Linked DNA regions of Triticum aestivum: region 2 is linked to region 1. A link is a contact called in public Hi-C data. All regions are on one chromosome and are shown on one strand. The core of a region is the stretch at or near the end of the contact, and the rest is flanking DNA. Distances in the headings are between cores, read along the strand shown. Region 1 holds the start of LOC123121889 (putative BPI/LBP family protein At1g04970). Region 2 holds the start of LOC123121891.

The links. Hi-C and Micro-C count contacts between places; a contact is called where the count stands out from the background.
Region 2: a contact with region 1 is called in a Hi-C map of leaf, with 2.7 times the contacts expected there. The contact joins the promoter of LOC123121891 here to the promoter of LOC123121889 in region 1. A contact is called at or near these places in 2 of 5 Hi-C or Micro-C datasets (both in leaf).

The regions. Positions count from the first base shown.
Region 1 is chr5D:374,743,416-374,746,723 of IWGSC CS RefSeq v2.1, forward strand. LOC123121889 (putative BPI/LBP family protein At1g04970) reads right to left here and starts at 1,282. Exons shown (of 6, transcript XM_044541984.1): 1 at 733-1,282. The coding sequence starts at 1,125.
Region 2 is chr5D:374,924,168-374,927,725 of IWGSC CS RefSeq v2.1, forward strand. It overlaps LOC123121891, which reads left to right and starts at 1,946. Exons shown (of 12, transcript XM_044541986.1): 1 at 1,946-2,199; 2 at 2,303-2,364; 3 at 2,834-2,902; 4 at 3,032-3,113. The coding sequence starts at 2,139.

The DNA of each region.
Region 1 (3,308 bases), core at 32-2,531:
AAGAACACTTCAAAGTAAATGTAAAACTTACATACATAAAACTGCAATTGTTTGCAAAAAAGGCATGTAATGTGAATCCAGGTAATTAGTTGCTTGTGCAAGCTTTTAACTTAAAGAATTTCAAAAATAAAAGTAACTCGCTTTTTGCCTTGTTCAAATGAACAACAAGCTTATCATCATATCAATGATTTATGAGGCATATGGCATCTCTAAGTTACCGTAATGCTGTTTAGTTGCTTGCTTCTGTCTATGTGTATAGCCACACTTAATTCCTACGAATTTTTACGAGTTAGATTTTATATTGTAAGTTCAAAACCCCATTGTGCTAAAATGTCATATGCTGGTCAAATCAATCCTGCAGGCTGACCAAATTGAAGCCTAAGTAAAAGAGTCATGCTGCTACCAATATGTAGCCAAGATATGAGTATTGTTTCAGTTGAAGCTTATGTAAAACAATCATGCTGCACTAATAGGTAGGAAAAATACCATTATCCCATAAAATAGTTATACTACTGAATAATATACATAGACACCCATGTACTTACTGAAGAAATGAAACTTTCTTTACAGCCCCATGTATATAATTCCCATGTAAAACATGTTGATAAGTATGAATTAGTTCTCCGATAACTAGGTTTACGTCTATTCTTGAGGATGCAATTACCTCTAATTCTGAGCATTATTAACACTTTATGAACCAATCTAGTGCCTGAAGCCCGTCGGTCGTGTTACCTGAATCGAAGCATTCCCACTGTCAGAGATCTCAACGAGCCAGGAGCTGTACGAGTAACTCCACTCCATGGTGAGGTTGACGCTGGACAGGGACGCGGCCACCACGACCCCCGTGTCGCCGGCGGCGACGGTGGAGTTGGCGACTGCCACGCCGCCAAGCACGATGCGGGAGGCGACCGTGCGGACGGCGCCGATGATGGGGATGCTCACGGACCGCTCGATGTCGGGTACGCTCAGATGAGCGAGGGTGTCGGCGGCTCGGGGCACGAGCAGGTCCTTGGCGAAGTCGAGGCCGGACTGGGAGATGACGGCGGAGATGTGCGGCGAGGCGGCGGCGGGGGAGGGAGTGGAGAATAGGAGGGTGAGGAGGAGGAGGAGGAGACGGGCGACCATGGCGGCGAGGGGGATAGTGTTCGCCGGCGGCGGCGGAAGTGGGTGGCGTCAGGGAGAAGAACACACGCGCGGCGGAGGGGAGCTTGCGAGCTCGCGACGGCTTTGACCGGCCGCGGCTTCAGTGAGGAGCGATTGGGGTTTGCCAGGGTTAACGTGGCGCAAACGTGGCTCGATTGGCCACCCGTCCACATGTGTTCTTCTTCTTTTGCCGAGGATCGACCCGTTGGCTAGGCAAATGAGGTAGCTGCCAGCCCATTCGAGTTCGAATCCCGACTCGGACACTCGATGTTCACGGAGTTTCTCCTATAAAAAATGCCAACAAAGGTTAGTCCTTGGGTTGGTCTTAATTTTAGTACTCTCGTTCTTTTTCTTTTGTTTAAGAAATGGTAGCCATGTGAAAGAGCGAAAAGTTGTCAATGCAATAGAAACAACACGATAGTTCTCATCAAAATGTGTGTCCCGTGAATTTGTCTTTGGTGGATCTGCTCTGATTTGATCGTTGTCCGTCTATGTTTGTGTGTGTTCAGGTTGCATCCTTTCGATCTACGCTACTCTTTATCGGCGTCGGTTGCTGTCCTGTTGTGATGGTCCTATGGAGTCTTAGCATGACGACTTCCCGACTGTTTACTACAACAAGTTTTTCCCGGCTCCGGCAAGAGAGGTGCGATGACAACGGCGCGCCTTCGGCTCGCTTCAGTGCTTGTAGTTGTGGTTAGGTGGTCTATGGATCTGGGTGTAATTTTTTTTATTTCTGGTGTTCGTTGTACTATCATGATTAAAGATGAATAGATCAAAAGTTTTCTCAAAAAAAAAACATTACCTCCTTCCACACACTTGCCACCCACAAACGCAATTCGTCACACACCGAACAACGCACATCGTACCAATGTCAACACCGAGACACAAAAGAGCCAAATGCACATCACACATACGCGCAAGTTGAACGTCGACACTGGGACGAAGGGGGTATTTATATAACTCCATGCAAATATGCCCATTGCACACCTATTTAGGGTGTACATGATTATGAGGTTGTAGATGAATATTAGTTGTGTAACAAAAAGATGTTTTTAGTATGTGCATACAACACTTCTTGTGGGGATTGTATAAACTAAGAAATAACTTCCGTTAGAATCGGAGTTGTAGAATTATGTTGCAACTATGGTAGTAGGAAATTCACCATATGCTTAGGAATGTCTATTTTCCCTGCCCCGCCCGATGTCTAGACCAACCCAAGTTGTGGGTGTACCGATTGAAGGCGATAAGCCCAGAACCATAGAGGATGGAGAATGTTTTCTGATCATGATGAGATATGACGATGAGCGATGTGGTGAGCAATGGAGAGGAGAAGCTCTAGGCAGGACTGAAGGACAACAATATATGCCCCATGTCGAACATGTAAAACACTGCACCTATGTTTGTTCATGGATGTGACCTGAAGTAGATTTTGAGTCAATGCGATTTGTGAGTACACCGGTGTGGCAAAAACTAAAATAGCCGGCGGCCTTGAGTGCGAAATATTCAACTCAAATTTATTATGCACTATTTTTACTTCCTCTGGTCACAAATCTAGGTACTTCTAAGTTCGTTCAAATATTTTTTTTCTCACAACACAAGATTACCACTACTAGTTTCTTTATGAAAAATACTTTCATAATTAGTGGCGAGCCACTAAGTGAACGAGGCCCAGCGCAAACCATGTACAAGTGAACGATTGGTTCGTTTCCGGCAAATCCTATTTACCACTTATTATGGCCATTTGTCTTTTTTAGGCAATCTCGCGAAGTTTTTATTAAAACCTCACAGTGTTTACATGAACGAAAGAAAGATTATCGGGCTGGACCTAACCAAACATGACGGGCCGGCTCCTAAAGATAAAGAATGGTTCGCTAGATTGGGAGTTTTAAAATTTGAGCTCCTAAATTCATGAACTATATTACAAATTATGAAAACTGACGAATGGTCAATGATCTCATGGATGATTGCTCTGTAGCTCACAGAACTTCCTTGCTCTACAACATCAACCACCACCTTGCAATCCGAGGCAACATGAATCCGCCCAATATAGAGATCATCAGAAAGGTCCATGTCTTCTTTGACAGCAAGTGCTTTGAGTGTAGTTGGGTCAGAAATACTCTTGAAAACAACTGTTGTCACTCCCAGAAAGGTTCCGTTGTGATCTC
Region 2 (3,558 bases), core at 696-3,195, 180 kb after region 1:
ACTAGTTAGGAAAATTTAAAAACTTAAATTTGGACATGTTTTGCAAAAAGTGTAGGAAAAATGTAAAACGGCTATAACTTTTGCATACGATGTCAGAAAAAAACGTATAATATATCAAAATGTTCAGCACGAAAATGCGCATCCGATTTTGACGGCCTATGTCCTGTTTGCAAATTTTTAGAATCCTCAAATTCCAAAAGGAAAAAAAGTTATGCTCAAATTTCAGTTTAAAAAAAATCATTAAATCTGGTCAAACTATGGTCAAACTACTTATTCAAGAAGCATTAGTGTTACTAAATAATTATTCAAGAATATTAGTGTTACTAAATAAGTATTTCAGTTTTTTTTTGAATTTTGGTCAAATCTGGTCAAACTGTGGTCAAACAATGGTCAAACTACTTATTCAAGAAATATTAGTGTTACTAAATAATTATTGTTTTTTAAACAATAGTTTCAAACTCAAACAGTGAAATGTGTGACTTCATGCTCAAGCTAAACTCCTGAGGGTTAATAGGATTGACATCTTACTATTGTCAGGAAAACAACAAGTGTAGATTTGAAAACGAGGGACAATAGAACCCGGAAGTTAAGTGTGCTCAGGCTGGGGGAGTGGGAGGATGGGTGACTGTTCGGGAAGTTAGATGATTTGGAATGATGAGGGGTGATTAGAGATTAAATTGAGCAGTGATGAGGGGTGATTAGAGATTAGAGGTTAAAATAATTCAGAAATTTGAAAATCAGGAAAAAATTTCAATTTTTTTTTAATTTTTTAAAAAAAATCCTTTAGTACCGGTTGGTGTTACCAACCGGGACTAAAGGTGGACCTCCAGGCAACAACCATGTGGAGGGCCTTTAGTCCCGGTTCGTATAAGAACCGGGACTAAAAGGGGACCTTTAGTAACGACCCTTTAGTCCCGGTTCCAGAACCGGGACTAAAGGCCCTCTAGAACCGGGACAAAATGCCCTTTTCTACTAGTGCTAGTACCTAAGGGGGCGTTATTCTTGGAGGTGTTCATGGGCTCGAGGGACCAGTGGACGGTATCATTGGTGAAGCGGTGATTCATCCTACACATTGATGGCGGCGGATCTCAGCGGCGTGGCGTAGTGGAGACTCGGTGTTTGATGTGTGGTGATAGACTCGCGCCGGAGGACGACGCCGTCTGGCGTCGTGGTGGCGTTGGTGGTAGAGAGGACTGGCAAGACCGATGCGTCAGTATCTGCTTTGAAGATGGATCGTTAGAAGATGGTGGTGACGGCCCTTGCAGTGTGCGCATGTGATGTCCACTGAGAGTGCGCCGGATTGGTGTGTGACCCAATCCCGGCATTGTGGCTTGGGTGGGATAACCGGCTTTAGGTGTTAGGATTTTGTGCGATGTCTGTTTGGTATTAGGCTCGCACATTCAGCACCCCTTTATCAAATGGATAGGAGTAGCGACACGTATTGCTAAGATGGAGACTTCAGGCTTACTCCCTCCGTTTCTAAATATTTGTCCTTTTAGACATCTCAAATGGACTACTATATAGGAAGTATATAGACATATTTTACAGTGTAGATTCACTCATTTTACTTCATATAGAGTTACTGTTGAAATCTTTAGAAAGACAAATATTTAAAAACGGAGAAGTACTTTGCAAGGTTTTTGTGAATAATTAATAAGCAGGCTGCATGCATCGTCCAGAGGCCGGGGTACATCCTTCTTTTCTACGGTAATTTTTTTTGCTAGTGATAGTCTCATGACTTTTTGCTAGTGGTAGTCTCATGACAGTCTACATGCATCGCCCAGAGGCCGGGATACATCCTTCTTTTCTACAGTAATTTTTTTGCTAGTAGTAGTCTCATGATTCATCGTGAAGATTAGAAGTAGCGTGCGGTACCTTTTTTTTTTGAGCTTGTGCGGTAACCTTCTTGCTCGTACATGCTGACTAGACCCAAGAGCGTCTGTGGTCGGCAAACCGACACGAGCCGAGCGGCCGAGCCCGGTCCAAGCGTTCAACCCCGACTGTCCAGCCCGCTCGTCCCGCACGCTTTCCCCTCCTCCAAGCCACCACCCGCCTCCTCCGTCTCCTCCCCCCACCCAATCCGCCGCTGACCCCCCTTCCAGAACCTCCGAGAAGCGAACGAGAGAGCCCGCAGGGGCATGGCGATGGCGACGCACACGGGGGTCGCCGCCTCCAAGGTCCTCATCCTCGTCGGCGCAGGTCGCAATCAATCCCCCCGTCCCCAAATCTATCAATTTGCGATGTCGAAATTCGAATTGGCTGCTTCTCTTGATCCTGAAATGGTGATTTTGCGTCGCCGCAGGCCTGACGGGATCGATCGTGCTTCGGAATGGCCGCCTGTCGGATGTATTGGCGGAGCTCCAGGTCGGTGGATTTCCAGCTCATACCTTGTTAATTTTCTCGCCTTTATTCATCATCAGAGGTGGGGAGAAATCTTTGGATGTTTTTTATGATGAGAAGACAATAGGATAATAGGAGCGTTACCGCTGACCTGTCTGAATAGAGCATGATTGTAAATTTGCATACACATGCTCATAAGAGCAGCACAGATTGTCACCCAATCTTACAATTAAATCCGCTTTGCCGCACACATATATGTATGGAAAGTATTGGACAGCGCTTTTGATGATCTCATTTTCATTTTCTGCGTAACAAGTGAAGGCACCAATGGGTACTCCAAATCATCCATAGTGTACCCTGCAGAAAAAATAATCAGCCATAGTGTTTGCCAAGCATGTGTCAGTGGTTTAGATTGTATGTTCTTCATCTTGTAGTAAGTTATGTCAACCTTCAAATCTTTGAGGGACATGTTGTGTTTTTCTGTTTTTATTAGGAGCTCATGAAGGGCGTAAATCAAGGAGAAGGCTCCAGCGCATATGACATGGCTCTTATCCAAGCTCAGGTGCGCAGTTGTTTATACTTGCACCAACAGTTGCATAAATATGAGATATTACACTAATGTCTTTCATTTGCTGTAAAATAACGTCTCTGTTGTTGTTTGTGCATTCCACGTGCTGGTATTTGATACCAGATTCGGCATTTAGGCCAAGAAGTCAGAGATTTAACTTTGTCAAAGCCCATTACCATATTGAGTGGCAAATCGGACTCGGGAGGTATGTACCTGTCTGATGCCCCCCTTGCTATGTTTCAGCTTTTCTCTCTAAGCGACCTATGCAAAAAACCTAATCCACATGCTAAATAAGCCTTCATTATGAATTTGCTTGTATTATCCAAAAATGCTCAGATAGATAGTTACTCACTTAAGCCTGACTCTCCTACAATATCTGCAGCTGAAAGAAGGCCTATTTTTTTGGCATGTGCATCTCCAATCTGACAATGAATGATTCATGAGTTTGAATCGCTTCGAAACTTGTAATTTGGAACATGTAGATAAGCTAATGAACAATATATTGGTACATTCAATTGTTTCGCCACGATATTTATGAACCTTTGAGAAAAGCTACTTACCTCATTCATTTTAGAGAAAAGTATATTTTTGGTCCTTCAACTCTTCGTGGAGTCTAGATTTAGTCCTTCAACTTGAAAACCGGACAACTT